2 separate regions of the Sus scrofa genome follow, and region 2 is linked to region 1. Evidence: chromatin contacts called from public Hi-C data. All regions are on one chromosome and are shown on one strand. The core of a region is the stretch at or near the end of the contact, and the rest is flanking DNA. Distances in the headings are between cores, read along the strand shown.

What was found. A called contact is a pair of places that touch in the nucleus more often than the background predicts.
Region 2: a contact with region 1 is called in a Hi-C map of retroperitoneal adipose tissue, with 3 times the contacts expected there. The contact joins two enhancer-like sites. A contact is called at or near these places in 1 of 5 promoter capture datasets (liver), 19 of 47 Hi-C or Micro-C datasets (alveolar macrophages, blood, brain and 9 more) and 2 of 2 datasets of contacts at active chromatin or transcription factors (alveolar macrophages and skeletal muscle).

The regions. Positions count from the first base shown.
Region 1 is chr6:72,043,564-72,046,126 of Sscrofa11.1, forward strand. MFN2 (mitofusin-2) reads left to right here. Exons shown (of 19, transcript XM_021095349.1): 8 at 1-22; 9 at 1,084-1,237; 10 at 1,571-1,638; 11 at 1,778-1,899. Among named protein-coding and RNA genes, the nearest start is that of MFN2, 18 kb to the left of the region's middle. Within about 2 kb of position 1,293, at least 13 of the 83 cell types and tissues checked have an H3K27ac peak or open chromatin away from gene starts, as enhancers often do. A contact at or near this core is called in retroperitoneal adipose tissue and skeletal muscle, where this site is marked.
Region 2 is chr6:72,116,515-72,119,077 of Sscrofa11.1, forward strand. All of the region lies in intron 1 of TNFRSF8 (tumor necrosis factor receptor superfamily member 8), which reads left to right. Among named protein-coding and RNA genes, the nearest start is that of TNFRSF8, 14 kb to the left of the region's middle. Within about 2 kb of position 1,292, at least 19 of the 83 cell types and tissues checked have an H3K27ac peak or open chromatin away from gene starts, as enhancers often do. A contact at or near this core is called in retroperitoneal adipose tissue and skeletal muscle, where this site is marked.

The sequences.
Region 1 (2,563 bases), core at 43-2,542:
GGAGCCCGAGTACATGGAGGAGGTGGGTGCCTCTGCTCGGCAGCGGGGGCGCCGCCCTGCGTGTCTCCCTGAGCCTTTTGGTGTCCTCCCCCGGCCACGTGCCAGCATGAATTCCATCCCCAGAGATGTCCCACTTGTTCCCCGCGGTCACATCTGATGCTTTGGAAATAGCCCTCCCTTTGCCTGGGTCACTTTCCAGACCCCTCTGTGCTTCAGAAGGCTTTGGTCCCCGGGGGGGGGGAGAAGCACCTTTCACATGAGCTGTACCCTTGCTTGGGGCCAGTGCACTCTTTCGTTCATAAAGAATTAATCACAGAACAGGCTTAGCTTTAGAAAGACACCCAGGAGAGGAGCTTCAGGAAGGAGCAAGGAGGAGTTACCGTCATGGCTCAGCGGAAACGAATCCAACTAGGAACCGTGAGGTTGCAGGTTTGATCCCTGGCCTCGCTCAGTGGGTTGTCGTGAGCTGTGGTGCAGGTCGAAGACGTGGCTCGGGTCTGGCATTGCTGTGGTTGTGGTGTAGGCCGGCAGCAACAGCTCCGATTTGACCCCTAGCCTGGGAACTTCCATATGCCAAGGGAAGCAGCCCTAGAAAAGGCAAAAAAAAAAAAAAAAAAAAAAGTTTCAGCAGTAGAGCCCTCAAGCTACAGAGCCAGCAGGGATTTTCAGGAGGCACTCACTCATTTTAAAAACGAGGCCTGGGGAGGACTGGGCTTTTAGTACAGAGTCCAGGAGTGGGTATCCCGAACCCCAGCTTCCTTTCCTTCTGGGGCCCCAAGTGGGACAGTCCACAGGCTCTAACAAGGCAGTCTGGGGCATGTAAGCACTTCTGCTTGTTTCTACACTGAAATGCTTCAGGTGTCTGCCAAGGACCCCCGTGACATGGGTTTTGGGGAGCCTGGGCTGGAGGACAGATGGTGATAGACGGAGGCTGCATGTGTTTGTACTTTTTGAATCTGGAGCTGAGTGAATGGATTACCTGGGGTTTTTTTAAGAAAAGAGGCAGTGGAGGACTGTAGGCTCCGTCACAAAGCACCTGCTGTACCCCACCTGTTCACATAACCCCATCCACTTGGGCTCCAGGTGCGGCGGCAGCACATGGAGCGCTGTACCAGCTTCCTGGTGGATGAGCTGGGCGTGGTGGATCGAGGCCAGGCCGGGGACCGCATCTTCTTCGTGTCTGCCAAGGAGGCACTCAACGCCAGGATCCAGAAGGCCCAGGGCATGCCCGAAGGAGGTGACCTAGCAACAGGAGTCTTGCTTTTCCTCTTCCCTGACATGTGAGACCTTCGGTCTCCTGCTAAGTCAGCTGGTAGAAATAGTTCTGAGAAGAGCCCGGGGTAAGGAGCTGTCTACTCCCCAGCTAGGGTTCAGCCAAGTCGCCTCAGCTTTTGGGAGGTTTCACCACTTCTGCTTTTGAGGGGTTTCATCACATCACTTTCATCACTTCATCACTTGGGGCCCCAGCTTCCGTTCCTTCCGGGGCCCCAAGTAAGACAGTCCACAGGCTCTAACGAGGCAGTCTGGGGCATGGAAGCACTTCTGGACTAATGTGGTGCAATTCTCCTAGGGGGCGCTCTTGCAGAAGGCTTTCAAGTGAGGATGTTTGAGTTTCAGAATTTTGAAAGGAGATTTGAGGTGAGCGTGGCCTTTGATCCTGGCATCTCGAGAGTCTGTGCCTCCCCAGCTCTCGCCAGCTGTGTCCCGGCAGTGACTGCCAGACCCTGGCCCTCGGCTGGTGGCCTCTGCCTCCCTTGGCACCTCTTGTCTGTTCCAGGAATGCATCTCCCAGTCTGCTGTGAAGACCAAATTTGAGCAGCACACCGTCCGGGCCAAGCAGATCGCAGAGGCAGTTCGCCTCATCATGGACTCTTTGCACATCGCTGCACAGGAGCAGCGGTAAGAACCCCGGACCTGGAGTTCCCATTGTGGCTCAGCAGTAACAAACCCAACTAGTGTCCATGAGGACTTGGGTTCAACCCTGGCCCAGCACAGTGGGTTAAGGATCTGGCGTTGCCACAGATGCACTGTAGGTTGCAACTGTGACTCAGATCTGATCCCTGGCCCAGGAACTCCATATGCCGCAGGCAACCAAAAAAAAAAAAAAAAGAATTGATATATTTGCTTAATATTTTTAAGTTAAAACAAAAAACCTTGAATACCCTTTGATTCTTCAGCACCGTCCCAGTGTCCCACCACCGTCATGAATTTGGTGGATGGTCCTATCATCCATTTAAAAAAGGATTTTTTGGTGGAGTTCCTACCGTGGCTCAGTGGGATTGGTGGCATCTCCAGAGCACTGGGACGCAGGTTCCTGAGTTGCCGCAGCTGCAGCTTAGAGCACGACCTCGGCTAGGATCTGATCCCGGGCCTGGGAACTCCATATGCTGCAGGGGAGTATTTTTTGGAGTTCTCTGGCAGCAGCGGGTTAAAGATCCAGTTGTCACTGCTGTGGCGCAGGTTTGGTCTTTGGCCTGGGAACTTCCACATGCAACAGGAGTGGCCAAAAATATACATTTTTAATATAAATCCTGAAGAATGTATAACATTGCTGTGCATGTAT
Region 2 (2,563 bases), core at 42-2,541, 73 kb after region 1:
CGGCTCCCGCAGGTGTGGTTCGTGTTCAGTCTCTGCAGCTGTGACCAGGTGGGGGTTTTTAAAAGTGAAATTCACCAGTTTTGTAGGGAAAACCAAACCAACCTGAAAATAGGCCTAGAAATGGGAAGGTTTCAGGCCACTCTCTATGTTGATGCTACTAAGGCTGGGCCACGGGCCCCTGGTTACACAACTCATCATCCTGTGGACACCTCGCTCTGCCTCAAACCTGCTGGGGAACCCCACCCAAAAGCCCCCCTCCCAGGCCTTGGGCTTCCCCCTCCCACTCTCGCCTTTCTGACCCCCCCTCCCTCCAAGGCCGGGATCAGAGTATGGCCCAGCTGTCTCTTCCCTCTCCGCAGGGGCAGCAGGAGCTGAGAGGGCATCAGGGGTCTGGGTCCTTTGGCTGGTGGGAATTTGGTGGGGCCAGAACAATTCAGAGGTGGCGGCTGCTGCCTTTGCCAGGCGCTGCTGTGGGTGAAGGGCCGTGTGAGTGGGTCGTGGGTGATGGGATGGTGGGGTTGGGAGGCAGCAGGGCAGATGGGGAGATGGCCGAGGGATGGCATGAATGGGGCTGGGGGTGAGGGCTGAGCCCAGAGGCGTGAGACTGCGCCAGCCTTGGGGGACCACAGACAGCGCTGCAAAGTCAAACCACAGGGTCCGGATTCCAGTCCTCTCTAGCGTATGGGCTGGGAACACTCTGGGAAGATGGGGTTGTCTCCCTCCCTGGAGGGCATTCTGGTGCCCTGCTCTCTGGCTTGATGCAGTAGGTGCTTGATGCAGTCCTGGTGTGCTCAAGTCAGCTGACCTGGACTCAGAGCCTGACATCACCACGAGGTGTGCTCCTGAGCAGGCCTCGCCCCTCCCCGAGGAAGATTTCTGTGTAATGAGGTCACACAGGGCCCTTAGGGTCAGTCACTGCTGTTGCTCCTTCTACCACCTGTGAGTGTTGCACTGACCCATTTTCTGGGTGCTTGTAAAGCCATGACATCATAGGCCAAAAAAGTCCCCAGTGTCTCTTCCAGAGAAGGACAGCCACAGGGGCCTGGAGACAGCTGGGGTGAAGGCTGAGAGTGGGGTTGAGCTGTGCCCCAGCCTGGACCCCAAATACACCTCTGCGAATAGCTGGCGGGGCGGGAAGCCAGATCAGCCCCTCCGTGGGGCTGGGGTGGGGGCAGCCCCTACCTCCCATAAGCCCACGTGGGAACAGGGGCCCCCAAGTCCTCTACTCTCCCCTCCCTGGGGCCTGGCTGAAATCCCACAGCCCTGGGGTGGGCAAGGAGGCAGTGCCCCCTGGTGGCAGACCGTGGATTTACATAGATTCCTTGTTTGAAAAAAGCGGTCCTCTCCTTCCTGAGCTCTCAGAACCCTGGAGGTGCGATTATTTTCACATGTGTTTTTGTATCATTGCTTTATGTCTATGTATACACAGTCTTCTTATTATTTTCTTTTGCTGAACCACCTGCTAGTTAGTTGCAGGCATTTTGATCTTTTACCTCTAAATATCTCAGCATGTTTCTTCTCCAGCAAGGACATCTCTTACGTAACAAGTTTTCAGGCATCCAGCATTGGTAGATCAAAATCAGGTATAAAGCTCATGTTCAAATGTCACCAGTTATCTCAATAGTCTCCTTTACAGCAGTATCCCCCTTCCTACCCCAATTCAGGATCCAGTCCAGATATTGCATTCTGTTATCCTGTCTCTTTGGTCTCCTTTATTCTGGAATGTTCCACAGCTTTTCCTTGTCTTTCATGCATTGGCTTTGTTTTTTTCTTTTTTTTCTTTTTAGGCTTGCACCTGTGCCATGTGGAAGTTCCCGGGCTAGGGATTGAATTGGCGCTGCAGCTGCTGGCCTATGCCACAGCCATAGCAACAGCAGATCTCAGCCACATTTGCAACCTACTCTGAGGCTTGCGGCAATGCTAGATCCTGAGCGAGGCCGGGGATCGACGTCTTATCCTCACAGAGACCACATCGGGTCCTTAACCCACTGAGCCACAGTGGGAACTCCTCATTGGCATTTAAAAAATTTTTTTATTTTTTGCTTTTTAGAGACCCACCCGCAACATATGGAGTTTCCCAGGCTAGGGGGTCCAATCAGAGCTGTAGCTGCCAGCCTACACCACATCCACAGCAACGCCGGATCCGAGCCGCCCATTCAACCTACACCACAGCTCACGGCAACACCAGAGGCTTAACCTGCTGAGTGAGGCCAGGGATCGAATCCGCAACCTCATGGTTCCTAGTCAGATTCGTTTCCGCTGCACCACAACGGGAACCCCCCTCTTTGGCATTTTTAGAGTTTAGGCCATTTGTCTTGTCGAACGTCCCTCAGTTTGGGTTTATCTGGTGTTTCCCCATGATTTGATTTAGATTATGGACTTTTGGTAGGAAGACCACCAATGTGACGTGGTGTCCTTCTTAGCACATTTTTTATTTTCAGGATGGGCAACCTGAAGCCCAGAGGGGGGACGAGAACTGGAGACACAGTGAAGCTCAAAATCTCTGCTCCATGCTTAGTTGCTGTGTGACCTTGGGTGGATATTTCCTCTGTAATGTGGGTGG